Linked DNA regions of Mus musculus: regions 1 and 3 are each linked to region 2. Evidence: chromatin contacts called from public Hi-C and promoter capture Hi-C data. All regions are on one chromosome and are shown on one strand. The core of a region is the stretch at or near the end of the contact, and the rest is flanking DNA. Distances in the headings are between cores, read along the strand shown.

The links. Hi-C and Micro-C count contacts between places; a contact is called where the count stands out from the background. Capture Hi-C pulls out chosen DNA fragments and counts their contacts.
Region 1: a promoter capture Hi-C map of liver shows a contact between it and region 2. The contact joins the promoter of Spryd3 here to the promoter of Myg1 in region 2. A contact is called at or near these places in 11 of 39 promoter capture datasets (the C10 cell line, the HPC-7 cell line, cranial neural crest and 6 more), 2 of 484 Hi-C or Micro-C datasets (the C2C12 cell line and CD4 T cells), 4 of 115 datasets of contacts at active chromatin or transcription factors (the SCID.adh cell line, embryonic stem cells, extraembryonic endoderm stem cells and 1 more) and 4 of 9 other capture datasets (adipose tissue, embryonic stem cells, liver and 1 more).
Region 3: a Hi-C map of embryonic stem cells shows a contact between it and region 2, with 1.6 times the contacts expected there. The contact joins the enhancer-like site here to the promoter of Myg1 in region 2. A contact is called at or near these places in 14 of 39 promoter capture datasets (the C10 cell line, cranial neural crest, embryonic stem cells and 8 more), 12 of 484 Hi-C or Micro-C datasets (the G1E-ER4 cell line, cerebellum, embryonic stem cells and 6 more), 10 of 115 datasets of contacts at active chromatin or transcription factors (the SCID.adh cell line, craniofacial prominence, embryonic limb bud and 2 more) and 4 of 9 other capture datasets (adipose tissue, embryonic stem cells, liver and 1 more).

The regions. Positions count from the first base shown.
Region 1 is chr15:102,134,573-102,138,969 of GRCm38.p6, forward strand. Spryd3 (SPRY domain containing 3) reads right to left here and starts at 1,643. Exons shown (of 11, transcript NM_001033277.3): 1 at 1,564-1,643. The coding sequence starts at 1,586.
Region 2 is chr15:102,328,739-102,333,310 of GRCm38.p6, forward strand. It overlaps Myg1 (melanocyte proliferating gene 1), which reads left to right and starts at 2,971. Exons shown (of 7, transcript NM_021713.2): 1 at 2,971-3,215; 2 at 3,352-3,464. The coding sequence starts at 3,003. Pfdn5 (prefoldin 5) reads left to right here. Exons shown (of 6, transcript NM_027044.3): 5 at 1-79; 6 at 2,535-2,752. The coding sequence ends at 2,611.
Region 3 is chr15:102,176,350-102,181,431 of GRCm38.p6, forward strand. Csad (cysteine sulfinic acid decarboxylase) reads right to left here. Exons shown (of 18, transcript NM_001359126.1): 12 at 3,622-3,738; 13 at 3,480-3,544; 14 at 3,172-3,253; 15 at 2,612-2,811; 16 at 2,432-2,483; 17 at 2,178-2,267; 18 at 649-1,437. The coding sequence ends at 1,264. Among named protein-coding and RNA genes, the nearest start is that of Zfp740, 25 kb to the right of the region's middle. Within about 2 kb of position 2,127, at least 25 of the 459 cell types and tissues checked have an H3K27ac peak or open chromatin away from gene starts, as enhancers often do. A contact at or near this core is called in the SCID.adh cell line and embryonic stem cells, where this site is marked.

The DNA of each region.
Region 1 (4,397 bases), core at 393-2,892, 200 kb before region 2:
AATGAGATCTGATGCCCTCTTCTGGTGTGTCTGAAGACAGCTACAGTGTACTTACAAAAAATAAATAAATCTTAAAAAAAAATAAGAAGCCAGGCGGTGGTGGGTGGTGGCGCAGGTCTTTAATCCCAGCATTCAGGAGGCAGAGGCAGGCGGATTTCTGAGTTCAAGGCCAGCCTGGTTACAAAGTGAGTTCCAGGACAGCCAAGGCTATACAGAGAAACCCTGTCTCCAAAAACAAAAACAAAACAACAACAACAAAAAAAAAACCAGAGTAGAATAAGGTGGCAAGATATGGAAGCACAGGCCTTTAATGCCAACACTCCAGAGGTAGTGGCAGGTGGTTATCTATGACTAAGAGGCAGCCAGCCTGGTCTCAAAGCAAATTTCAGAAGACAGCAAGGTTTAGACAGAGAAACCCTGTCTAAAAAAACAAAAAGAACAGGGTAAAGCAAGAGTCTATCCACAGTCAGGACTTTTAAATTTTATTTCAAGGGTAATGAAAAACTTCTAGGGAATTGTAAACAAGAAACGGTATGAATTTTTTGTTTGTTTGTTTTTCTGAGACAGGGTTTCTCTGTGTACCTCTGGCTGTCCTGCAACTTACTAGCCTTGAACTCTGGCCTGCCTCTGCCTCCTGGGTGCTAGGATTAAAGTGTGTACCCCCACCCTGCCTGAAGCCCATGCTGTTCAATTCACTGAGCCTTCTCTTCTGCCAGAACCCCAGCCCTTTTTAGTCCGCAGAGGTAAACGGATTTCTGAATTCTTCAACAGCCTGCTCTACATAGTGTGTGCCAGGGTAGACAGGGCTACACAGTGAGGCCCTGTCTCAAACAAAAGAAAAAACAACTTAGCAGATCTTAACTCCAAGTTGTAACAGAATTCAGAGGGCCGCAGCCCCTAAAGCAGCAGCAGTACCGGAGAAAAACATGGGACTCTCTCGGTATTTAGACAACCAGCAAGGCCAGTAAATGAATGAATGAATAAAATCTTCCAGAGATCCAAAAGCGGGAAAACCATGAAGAAATATTTTCTTCCTGCCTCCCAAACACCTGGCACTGTGCCCTACACACAGTAGGTGCTTAGCAATCCTGGGCTAAGCTGAGTTCGATCCCAATGTGCACATTGGGGCTCTTCTGCAGGAGCTACAGACCAGCACATGCCCCACAAGAGCAGACACCTGCGGCGCAGCACTGGGATCCCCCAGGGCCCTGGGCCAGGACTCGAACCCAGGTAGATGCCGGAGCCCCAGATCTGAAGGCATCGGATCTTCGAGAACCTGACAGCCTCAGCACCAAGCAGCTGCCGCCGCACTGGGTCCGGGCACGGCCTCAGGACCGCGGGGTCTCTCAGGTGACACCCGGGACCACCCGGCCTTAACCTGTCAATGAGGCTACGCCCCGTCGTCACAGGCCCTGGCTGCAATGGGGAGGGTGCGCGGCGAGAGGAACGCCCGTGACCGGAGCCCCTGGCCCCGCCCTGAGGCCGCAGCCGTCGCCCAGGACCCCCGCCTCGAGATCTGCAGAGACCGAGGCCTCCGGGACCCCGCCCCCGATCCCCGCCTACCGGGGCCGCCGCGTCCTCCTCATCCATAGGCCTCTCAGCTCCGCGTTGTAGCTCTTCGGCCGCCGCCACCACACACATCCGGGTCCCCGCCCTTCCTCTGCTCCGTCAGGCCCGCCCCCACCGCTAAATCTGACCAATCCGCAGCGCTTCTTGAAGATGGGCGCCCTCAGCAGCCAATCGCAGGGCACAGGCGGTGCGGAGCGCGGCCCGGTGAGCTGGGTACCTAACACTCGGCGGCGTCTGAGGAACCCTGGTGTCGGGAGGGTGGGGGAGGCGACGTGGCTGCCCGGACGCCACCTCGGACGCCTGGAGCTCAGGGAGGCGGTCAAGGGGCGGCTCCCTTGGGGCGGAGTAGGTCCCTGTGCCCGTGCGCGAGCTTCGTGTTCCCAGAGCCAGAAGTGATGCTAAAAACCTCTCTGGAATGTCCTTTTGAGCCACTTAACGGCATGGGGGGGGGGATTTTTTTTTAATGTTATCTCCTATTTTACGCGTGAGAAGCCAGAGGCTGATCTCCACAGCGGCAGCACTCGGCTGGCACCACATGCTTTCTTCTCTCCGGAGCACCCCTTTGCACCACGTTCGTTCATTCCAGGACAGGCGTTCCAGAACAGGAGAGAACATATGCAAAAGGCACAGTGGGATGAAACCCGGGTGCTCTTTGGGCTTGGGCTTGGTAGGAAAAGTTAGCTCGGGTCAGAATGTACCGGAAAGGATACTAATCTTTATCATGCACCTCCTATAAAGGGTATGATTGTCCTTGGAAGGAATTGGGATTCTTGGACGACTTCAACGTTTTGCTCTTAAGACTGAATATTCTTTCCAGAAAGACTCATCCTGTGTCAGAAACATAAACGAACATATTTGTGTCTTTCCACATCTAAATTTATTGAGTATCAAATACATCAGCAAGCGATGTCAGCTTCATTGGCGGCAATTTGCCAATTAGACCTGATTTACATTGATAATGGGCCCTTACCAAACACATGAACTTTTACTTTAATATTAATTACTAACTCTTGGGTCACAGATTACATATCCTGTGTGTACTTATGTAGGTTAACAACATGGCTAGAAAAGGGTTAAAGAAGCCACAGCATAATTCAAGAGTTCAGAGGCCTTACTAGAGACAAGAGCTGATAGAGTGCAAAGTCACTGCAGCCAGAGAACAAACCTAGCTGGGGAGCTGCTGAAGGTTCCAGCCTGGGATGCAGCCATAGCTGCAGGTCACAGGGCTGAACACCTTCAGAGGCAAAATGTGAGACTGGGTATGGATGAATACGTGGGCAACCCGTAATGCGAGTAGGTTCCATCAGCTGTGGACCCCAGTTGGGCTGAAGCCCCAGAAACAGTCAGCATTTCTCTGTTGTCCTTTGAGGCACACACAAGGTAGTTGGTAGGGACCACTGTCCCCAGAGTGTTAGACACCTTCCTCATGGGGTCCAACTGAGGGTGTTTCTTGGTCTGATTATGTTTAATACATTCTTTTTGTTGTTGTTGTTTTCAAGACAGGGTTTCTCTGTGTAGCACTGGCTGTCCTGGAACTCACTCTGTAGACCAGGCTGGTCTTGAACTCAGAAATCCCACCTGCCTCTGCCTCCCAACTGCTGGGATTAAAGGCGTGCACCATCACTTCCCGCCGTTTTTCTTGAACCTGATGACACTTAAGTGATTTTAACACGCCCACTGACTGTATAGTCTCAATCGTTTGTATTTGGATCCATTTATAGAGTGGTACCTTTCACTTTTAAAAAACAAGATTTATTTATTTATTATGTATACAGAAGAGGGCACCAGATCTCATTACAGATGGTTGTGAGCTACTATGTGGTTGCTGGGAATTGAACTCAAGACCTCTGGAAGAGCAGTTAGTGCTCTTAACCTCTGAGCCATCTCTCCAGCCCTACCTTTCACTTTTTAAATTAACTATTTACTTTAGTGCTTCGCCTGCATATATATGTGTGTGTGTGTGTGTATGTGTCTGTTTTGTATATAGGTAAATAGATAGATAGATCATATATTGATATATATAATCTATGCACCATCTGTGTGAGTTACAGACAGTGAGCTGCCCTATGGATTCATGGGACTTGAATCTGGGTCCTCTAGGAAGAACAGTCAATGTCTTTACCCGCTGAGCCATCTCTCCAGGCCACCTTTTCACTCTTAGTTATCAGTCTAGGATTCATACGTAGTGCTAGTGGTATGTATATGCAGAGTCCCACTCCAAGTAGAGCCAGATACTACTTGTACGAGTCACACAAGGCAAGACAGCCTGAAAGCCACCATTTTACACAATATAGAATAACTTAGAGCAAACACAGCCTAATCACGATTCACTCTTATGCAGTGCCTCGTTTATTTACTGTGCAATGTCAGGTGTGGTGACATGCACCTGTTTTGATAAGTATTTACTTTTTATTTACTGGAGGTAGAATGCATGCCTGACATGGCCTAAGTGGATAAAGATGAGAGAGCAGCTTCAGGAGTTGCTTCTTTCCTTCCACCAGGTGGGTCCCAGGGGTTAAACACAGGTTTGGTAACTCTGAACCATCTCGCCAGACCCAGCACTCATTCATTAAAGCCAACTGTGCATCAATGTGTTTAGACCTCAGACGAGTCCCATGTGATTCTAACTGGATACTTCTCTACAGTGCTGGGCAGGAAGACCAGGGCTGTAACTGAGTTAGTAGAGTACTTACCAGACATGGGCAAGGTCTTAGGTTCATTCCCCACAATGACAAAAAAAAAAAAAAAAAAAAAGAGAGAGAAAAGCTAATTATAGCAGTTAGGGCTGTAGCTTACTAGAATGCTCTTACTTAGCAAGCTCCAACTCA
Region 2 (4,572 bases), core at 1,721-4,220:
AAAAGGAAGATAGACTTCCTCACCAAACAGATGGAGAAAATCCAGCCAGCGCTGCAGGAGAAGCATGCCATGAAGCAGGGTAAGTTCTGCCTAGGGTACCTCTTTTGTAAACTAACTCTTATCTCTCTTTCTGTAAAGTAGTATTTATTATTCCTCTGTGTGTGTGTGTGTGTGTGTGTGAGTGAGAGAGAGAGAGAGAGAGAGAGAGAGAGAGTGTGTGTGTGTGTGTGTGTGTGAGAGACAGAGAGAGAGAGAGACAGAGAGAGACAGAGACAGAACAGACAAACAAGGGCCATAGAAGTGCTGTGGTATACATGGGAAGGTTGGAAGAGAATTTTCAGAAATTGCTTTTCTCCTTTTACTCTGGTCCTACAGATTAAACTGTCATCAAGCTTGTGTAGGAAATGCTTTTATCTGTTGCCATTTTATAAGCCCCCAGGAAACACCTGATGCTTTCTTCCTCCATGGTAGGACATTCATTGCATAAGGCATGATGGTACATACCTGTAATCCCAAGACTGAGTAGGTTAAGGCAGGAGGATTGCTGTGAATTTCAGGACTGCATAGCAAGACCCTGTCTCAAAAGAAAACAGCAGCCAGGATTTGTGACATACACTTTCTTTTTTTTGTTGTTTTTTGTTCTGTTTTTTTTTTTTTTTTTCGGGACAGGGTTTCTCCGTGTAAACCTGGCTGTCCTGGAACTCACTTTGTAGAACAGGCTGGCCTTGAACTCAGAAATTCACCTGCTTCTGCCTCCGAAGCCAAGTGCTGGGATTAAAGGGGTGTGCCACCATGCCCGGTCTGTGACACACACTTTCAATCCCATCATTTAGGATGATGGCGGGAGGCAGAGGGATGATTTTTTTTGTTGTTTTTTTCGAGACAGGGTTTTTCTGTATAGCTCTGGCTGTCCTGGAACTCACTCCCAGGCTGGCCTCGAACTCAGAAATCCGCCTGCCTCTGCCTCCCGAGTGCTGGGATTAAAGGCATGAGTCACCACGCCCAGCGAGATGATCTTTAGTACATAGCCAGTTCAAGGCTGCGTGAGACCCTACCCCCAAATAGATATAGTTGAATAGGCCTGGGGACATATAGCGCAATGGTAAGGGTACTAGCTAAAATTTATTTTATGTATGCATACATACGTGTGTGCATATGCACATATATAATTGACCTACCATACTATCCATTTAAATGATTAATCCACTCGTATGTGGTGGGGCACACCTGTAATTTCAGTACTTGGTGAGTAATCTGGGTTGGAGGCCAGGCTAGGGTAAATACCAAGATCATGTCTCAAAAAAAAAAAAAAAAAAAACAACACGGGCCAGAGAAAAAGGTTCAGCAGTTACTAGCATTTAATGTGCTAGCGGAAGACACAGGCAGCTTGCAACAACCTATAACTCCAGTACCAGGAGATAATGCCTTCTGTAGCTCCTGCATGAACATGGTATGTACAGGTACACACACACACACACTATAAATATTAAAATTAAAAAAGAAAACAAACAAGGTCTGGCTGGGAGATGGCTGAGTGGGCTTGCTGCATGACCATGAGGACTTGAGTTCAAATCTCCAGCACCCACATAAAAGTTGTGGACATGGCCCAAGTACTTGTAAGCCCAATGCTGGTGGAACAGAGACAAATAGATCCTAGGAGTTCACTGGCTGGCCAGCCTAGTTGAATTGGTGAGGCTCAATAAAGACCCTGTCTCAAGGGGTAGGCAGAGAACGACAAAGCACAACAAGACGCCTCATGTTCTCCGTTGGTCTCCTCCACACATCACATATGCCTAGTGGTGGACACATGCCCACACCCCATACAAGTATGAAGGAAGAATATGGATTGTAGCATGAGACTTGAGGACATCTCCTCCAGGTTAAAACCATGTCTCTGTGGGAGGCAGATCTCAGTGAGTTTGAGGACAGCCAGGACTATGTAAAGAGCCTGTCTCAAAACAAGCAACAACGTGAAAGATGTTTCTGTTTCTCTTTGATATCTGGCGTGTTATTATCTAGATTCTGAAAGTGATGTAACGTATGTAAGTGTTTGAATGACTGAGAAGAAAGATTCCTGTTAATGATTCGGGATGAAATGGCTGTAAATAAGCTGGGCGTGGTGGCACGCACGCCTTTAATCCCGGTACTCGGGAGGCAGAGGCAGGCAGATTTCTGATTTCCAGACTGGTCTACAGAGTGAGTTCCAGGACAGCCGGGCCTATACAGAGAAACCCTGTCTGAAAAACCGTAAAAAAAAAAAGAAGAAAAGAAAATAGCCTAGATTCTATAGCCAGTCTACTTGGCGCAGCCTCCTGATTTATTTTTTGAGTGGTGTTAGGGATTGAATATGGCCTCCAGTCTGACAGTCTTTTCTGCTTATGGTTAACATTTTGTTTATTTTTACATTCCAGTGGTTAGCATACTGACAACCCTGTAGACTCTAAGTCTGTGTGTTTGTGTCCCCCACAGTTTAACGGCAGTGTTCTTAGCCCTGGGTTCTCACTAGGCTGTGACTGCTCCTTCTTTTCTTGTAGCTGTCATGGAAATGATGAGCCAGAAGATTCAGCAGCTCACAGCCCTGGGGGCAGCGCAGGCCACGGTCAAAGCCTGAGAGTGCACTGCAGAAATGAAGCAGAGTGAGGGACCCTTCTTCAAGGGGCCTGGGACTTTTTCCGGCAATGGCCTCCTGGGAAAGTGGCCTGGGAAGAGAGTGTTTTGTGTTTAATGTTAATAAATGTGACCGCTGCGCAAATGGGGTGGTCTATTCTTGCATTAAACAAGGGCCTGGTGCTGAACTGGGAGTGCCCAGGAGGTGTACTTTTGCCAAGAGCCCCCTAGCCACACGGCCTTATAGAGGTTCCAACCAGAGGTTTGGGGACCTGTAAAAAGGTTTTGCGCTAAGTAGTGCACAGTGTTGTTGCCATGGGGACGGATGGCGGGCGGAAGTGAAGCTGTGCCTGACACTTCCTCTTCCGGGTCGACCTTCCCTTGGAGGGAACTATATGGGTAGACGTTTCCTGCGTGGTATCTTAACATTGCCGCTCCGGTCAGTTCTCCAAGCCCAGCACCGCATGCTTGGCTCAGAGCAGGATCCGCCCGCTAAAAGACCTCGCAACAACCTCATGGCACCGCCCCGAATCGGGACGCACAACGGCACCTTCCACTGCGATGAAGCTCTGGCTTGCGCGTTGCTCCGCCTCCTGCCCGAGTACGCGGTACGGACCTGCGAACCTAACCCGGTCCCCTCTGATGCTGCAATGGCCTGAGAACCGCCTTCCCCGAGACGCACGCCCTGGAAACCCAACTTTAATCCTGACTCCTACCTGACAGCCCCTTCCTCTGTGCCTGCAGAACGCAGAGATTGTGCGGACTCGGGATCCTGAAAAGTTGGCTTCGTGTGACATCGTGGTGGATGTGGGCGGTGAGTACAACCCCCAGAGTCACCGTTATGATCATCACCAGAGGTGAGTTCACACTCGCTGCCTGTTCTCTTGACTTTCTTGATTTAGCTTTAGTGCTCCAATCCCACCACCCACTGCCCAAGTTCATGACAGCAAAGACCACTGCCTCCTCATCGTTGAAGTCAAGCAATTTATCGCTCTGGGAATTAAAGCTCGCTTCGAGCCTGCTCCTTGGCCTGGAACCTCCCTCAGGTCCCTCCCGCCATAACTTTTTTTCACACTGGCAGTTTTCCATTCACTTGTCCTTGCCACAAGCTGCTGGATCCTTCTAGTTCAAGGATAATCTACTGAGGTGGCCTTTTGCTTTGTTTTTATTCTACTTTAAGAGTAGGGGTGTCTTGTCTGCATTCATGTCTGTACATCAAATGCATTGGTGTCCAAGGAGGACGGAAAAAAGGTATCAGGATCCCCTGGAATTGGAGTTAAAGAAGTCATGAGACACCGCGTGGATGCAGGGAATTGAACCTGCCTCCTCTGCAAGAGCAGCCAGCTCTTTTAGCCATCTCCAGCCCCATGATGGTTAGTTATCAGTTTGATAAAATTTCGATTCTAGAATCACCTGGGAATCGGTCCGTTGAGGGGGTATCCAGATGGGGTTGGCCGTGTTTGTAGGGTGTCTTTGATTGCCCTGTAAGGCCCTGCCCACTGTGGGAGGCACTAATCCCTGGGCTGTGTGAGCGAAGGAAGATGGCCAAGCACTAGCAGCCTGCATGCACTTGTCTCTCTGCTCTTGTCTGGGTGAGATGTGACTCCCCATTCTAAGTTTCTCCCACCTTCCCCTCTGTGATGGGATGTTGTGATGTTGTGAGCTAAAATAAACATTTTTTGCCTCTGAAGTTGATTTTTGTCAGGTGTCTCATCACAGCAGCAGACATGGAAATGGGCTGTTACATGTTATATATTCCCAGTACCACTGCACTGTCCTCCCTCACCTCAGACACATAACCAGGCTCTGGTGCATGTCCCCACCTTTGCTGAAAGATAAGCGCTTCTTGTATATGTTTCTTCACTTTTCCTACGTCCAAAATCTCACAATTCCACTTTCCAATTTAGGAAAATTGGTTCCCTTCTGTTGTTTGTTTTGTTTTGTTTTGAGACATGCCTTTCTCTA
Region 3 (5,082 bases), core at 877-3,376, 150 kb before region 2:
AGGTTAGGTGAGGCCTTGCCTCAAAAAAAACACAAAACAATAAACCTGATGTAGTGACGTGTGCCTGTAATCCCAGGAGAGGTGAAGGCAGGAGGGTCAGAAGTATATAGCTAGCTCAAAACAAACAAAACATAGACAGACAGACAGACAGACAGGCAGACAGGCAGGCGGGCTGAGATATGGTGCTCGTACCTGGAATCACAGCATTCAGGAAGCTACTGAGGCAGGAGAAGGTATGAAGCTAGTTAGCCTGGGCTACACAGTGAGTTAAGGATAGCTTGAGCTACAGAGTGAGACAGTTTCAAAACACTAGGGGAGGTAAGAAGATGGGGTTCTTATTTCCAGATAAAATCTGGGCCTGTCTTCCTTCCTCCTTCCTTCTTACTAGGTCTCGCTGTGTGGCTCTGGCTGGCTGGACCTCACAGAGGTTTATCTGCCTCTGCCTCTCAGTGCTGGGTTTAAAGGTGCCATGCCTGCCTGTTTTGTTTCTGATATCCCAAGGTGCTATTACATATGACTGACCCCACCCTGAGGCGTCTCTCCCACTACGATTCTGAGTAGAGACGATATCTCTCATGTACTTTCTGTTTGCTTGCTTCAAGTTCTCTATTGTTTAGTTAGAAATAAAGCTTTAAAACATACCAAAATATAATGGAAACCGCAGCTTTATTGTCCTATTTCAGAAGTATGTGATGTTGTTACACAATAAAATGGGGAAGCACAAAAGGTCTGAGAGGTTGATTTGGGAATAACCTAATATCCCGTTCCAGGGAAAACTGCTGACCTTTGGCACAGTTCCACCGACAGCCTTTTCCTATGTGATTTTTAGCCTAACTCAGATACTGTGATTCATAAACTCATATCCAGCTTTTCAATACATTGTACCATTTCTCTCATATTAATAAAAATTCTTTATAAACATAATTTTAATGAAAAATATTTCTTTTTTTCTTTTCTTTTTTTCTTTTTGAGACAGTTTCTCTGTGTAGCCCAGCTCTGTAGTCCAGGCTGGCCTCAAACTGGCTGCTTCTGTCCCCCCAATGCTGGTAGTAAAGGTGTGTGCCCCTGTGCCCAACTTAATAAAAGCATATTTCGTAAGAACATACTGTAGTGTGTTTAGACACCTTCCTGACAGCCAATACTTAGCTGGGAGAGTGAGTGTGTGGGAGCACACACAGTCAAGGCCACTGTTTCCTAGAAAGGTCGATTTTGAGAACCCAGGAGACTACGCAGAGCTTGGGTGGGGCAGAGAGCAGAAGCAGCTCACAGGTCCTGGCCCAGGAGCTCCAGCTCGCCCAGAAGGAAATCTATATCGGCCTGGGCCAGTATGGGGTTGGCCACCACCATTCGGAAGAAGTTGGCCCGGGTCCCATGGGGCTGGTAGCCAATCATCATGGTCCCCTTCTTCACCATGCGCTCCTTGAGCACAGGGGCCACCTGTGGGTAGCAGAGGGAGAGCTGAAGCAGCCGGCCCAGCTCCCTGCGCCGTCCCCACACCTCTGCGGCACACTCACTGCTCACACTCCTTTCCCACCACATGTAACCTGAGTGGCCTTCTCCGAACCCTGCTTTCTTCCTCTGTCTCCTCTCTCTAGGAAAGTTGGAGCTGGGAACCACCGAGCCAGACCTGTCTCTGATATTCAGCACTGCTACTCCCAGCCTCAATACCTTCTCCCCCCCTTAGTTCCCGGCATATTTCTGAGCTGTGCCATGTAATCTAGAGGTAACTTACCAAGCCGCCTTGAACACAAGTGTACACAGGGGACACCACCTCTGCAGTGACAGCCCCAGGAGGGCAGGGCGTTGATGTTCCTGCAGGTTACTGAGGCTGCCAGCACTAACCCATTCTTAGGAGTAAGGATATAACATATCCCCCTGCCTCTGCAAGCCTATCTGGGATGATGAGCTATTCCTGATCTGTCTTTGGCCTTAGTTCCAGCACAGACATCTGCGTGGTGCACGCTGGTGACTTCCTCTGGTAACCCCATCTCTGTTTCCTTTCTTTCCAGAAATATATTTTTCTCCCTACCTGCCCCCCATTAAAAATGAGGGTAAGGAGGTGCCTGCCATCTCAATAGGCAGGAATATGCAATACCAGGCAGAGCCAGCAGAGGGCAGAAACATACCTGCTGCTTAGTTCCTGGAACTGGGTTACCAGAGGGCAAAGACTAGACTACCTGAGACAGCCTTTGGCTGTAATCTGGACTCTCCTTCTTCCCCCGAAGGCTGGGAGGCACAAACCAGAAGCACACGTTGACGAACTCGGGCTGAGGGGAGGGATGAGGGAGGCATGAGTTGGGGAAGGAAGGGAGGGAGGAAGGAAGGAAAGAAGGGGTTGTTTCCCTGTCTTTGCTCCTGGTCCTTTATGAGGCTTCATGTCTGGAACAAGGTGGGGGCTGGGAGAGGCATTCAAAGGAGCCAGGAGTCCTACCTCCATTACCAACTCAAATCCTTCCCGCTTTTTAATCTCCTCCACCAAGTACCTGGGGGGAAAGGGTAAGAAAGCACACATGGGGGAAAGGAGGCAACAGGGAGGCGGGGGAGGCCTACAGAGGCCCCAGGAAGGCCATGGAGAGTGGAAGAGAAGGCGATCTGGGTCCTTCATGCTTACCGGGTGAGAGCAAAGGCCTGGTCGATGCGCCGCTCCAACCCCTGCCCACCCTGTGCCTTCCACATGAGCCATAGCTTCAGACAGTCCACGCGGCGGCCACACTGCACCACTTTGTCTCCGGTGTCCAGAGCCACATCGTAGAACTTGTCTTGCTGGAAGAGGTAGCTGGCCTGGGATCCATGGCAGCGCTTGAGCAGGTTCTGTGGGGAGGAAGCTATCAGCAGGTCGTCCTGAGGCGCTACGCAGCAGGGTCTCAGCTCAGTCTCCTCTCTCCTCCCTGGAGTTAGCAGCACTGAGGCAGCTGCCTGCCAACACAAGAGCTCTTCCCAAATTCCGCCCCAGATCCCTCCGACCATAAGAACAAGACAGAAATCCTTTCTGTCCCATGGAAACAATTCCCTGGGCACATGGAGCTCAACACGGGGTTAGGGTGGTCAGAGAGGTGTGGCTTCGGCTGGGAGAGCTAAGGGAGCACGTTAAGGCCCAGAACTCTCTGGTGAGACAGATAAACTAGGGTCTAGAGAAAGGAAGGCTGGGGTCTGGAACCAGGGCAGACCCACCGAGGTGTCCCGGAGAAGAAGAGCGGAGCACTGCAGCCCTGCGGCGAGAAGCTTGTGAGGGTTCCAGGCCACAGAGTCAGCCCTGGGTAAGACAAGGCAAAGCTGGGTCAGTGGCTCCTCCAATCAAGATCAAGGTCAAGGGTACCCTTCCCCTACAGCCAGGAAGAATTCCCATAATTACCCTCCCTCTAATCCAAAATCAATCATCTGTCCGTGTCCCATCTCACCCTCCCCAGGCTCCCTTGTTTGTGGCTATCCTGAGAACCAAGGGTTGGAAGGGAGGGGTTTGGGAGGGAGGCCATATGCACCTCTGGATCCCATCCAGGAGATGCCTGTGTGTCCGAGACAGCAGGACGCTCCCACCCCAGGCAGCCTGTGGAGCAGGAGGAACAGCGTGGGTCTTGGCCTCAGCGTAGCCCACCCTACCCCCGTGACCCAAGTCTCACTCACATCCACATGGAACCACAGTCCGTGTCGCTGGCAAACATCGGCAATTGCATCCAGGGGGTCAAAGGCCCCTAGCACGGTGGTACCAGAGGTGGCACTGACCAGAAATGGCACAGAGCCCTGTGGCCAAAAGGTAGAGGAAAAAGAAGCTGTGGAGTCATTGTTAGAACTGGTCAGAGGCTGTTGCTAGGCCCTGAGCTCTCTGCACGCCTTTCCCAACGCTGAGTCAGCCTCCTCTGAAGTCTGCAGGCAGCGGACGCTACATCTCAGCGGAACCTAGGTTTACCTATCTCCATGGCTTATGCTCTTTCAAAAACTTTTAATGTTGGGCTGGAACGACAGATCGACCAGCGAAGTGACTAGTTTGCAGGTATGTGGTGGACCTAAGTTCCATCCCCAGAATCTATGTAAAAAAAAAAAATAAGGTGAGGTATGGTGGTGGCACGTGCCTGTAAACCCAGCTCCAGGGAGCCAGAGATAGGCAGGCCCTGGGGCTTGCTGGACAGCCAGCCTCATCCAGCTGGTGAGCTCCAGGCCGGTGAATGAACACCTCAAAAACAAGGTGGATGACTCCTGAGTGCAACACCAGAGGTTGATATTAGGGTTCCACATGCACACCATGACATACGTACACAAACACGCAGACTCAGGAACACACATGCACATGAACACACACACCTACGAACATGAGCATGTAATATCTCCCCCCGCCCTTTTTCTTTTCTTTTTTTTCCCTCAGAGCTGAGGACCAAACCCAGGGCTCTATCGCTGAGCTAAATCCCCAACCCCAACATGTAATGTCTTACTGAAGGTCAAACACTACTGAAAAGCCCCCGTACTACAAAAGTCCATACTAACATCGGATTAGTAATTAAAAATAAAATTAAACTACTACAGAGAAAAGTCCAAGCACAGATAGGTTCACGGATGAATTCTCTCTAACATTTAAAAGGATGTACACTGCTGGGTGGAGGGAGAGGTGGCTCAGCAGCTGAAAGCACTGGAGAACCCACACACACATATAAAATAAATTTAAAGTAAATCTTGTAACAATAAAAGCATTGTCTGCTCTTCCAGGGGACCCAGGTTCAAGCTCCCGCATGACAACTCATAACTGTGTGTAAATCCAGTCTCAGAGGATCCAACACCCTCTTCTGGCTTTCCTGAGAGCCAGGCACACACATTGACACACAGATACACATACATACAGGAAAATCACACACACACACACACACACACACACACAAAAGCAAAATTAAAAACAATGAACAGGTAATACTAGCTCACAACTATCTCTTCCCCCTAAACAGAATACATAAAACCAACCAGAGCTGGAGACAGACAGCTCAGAACAAGAGCACATGCCTACCTGGGCTCCCACACCAAACGAACAAAATGCAAACAGCAACAAGAAGACACACTGTCAACTGTGTGTACACACACTGGTCAACTGTGTGTATACAG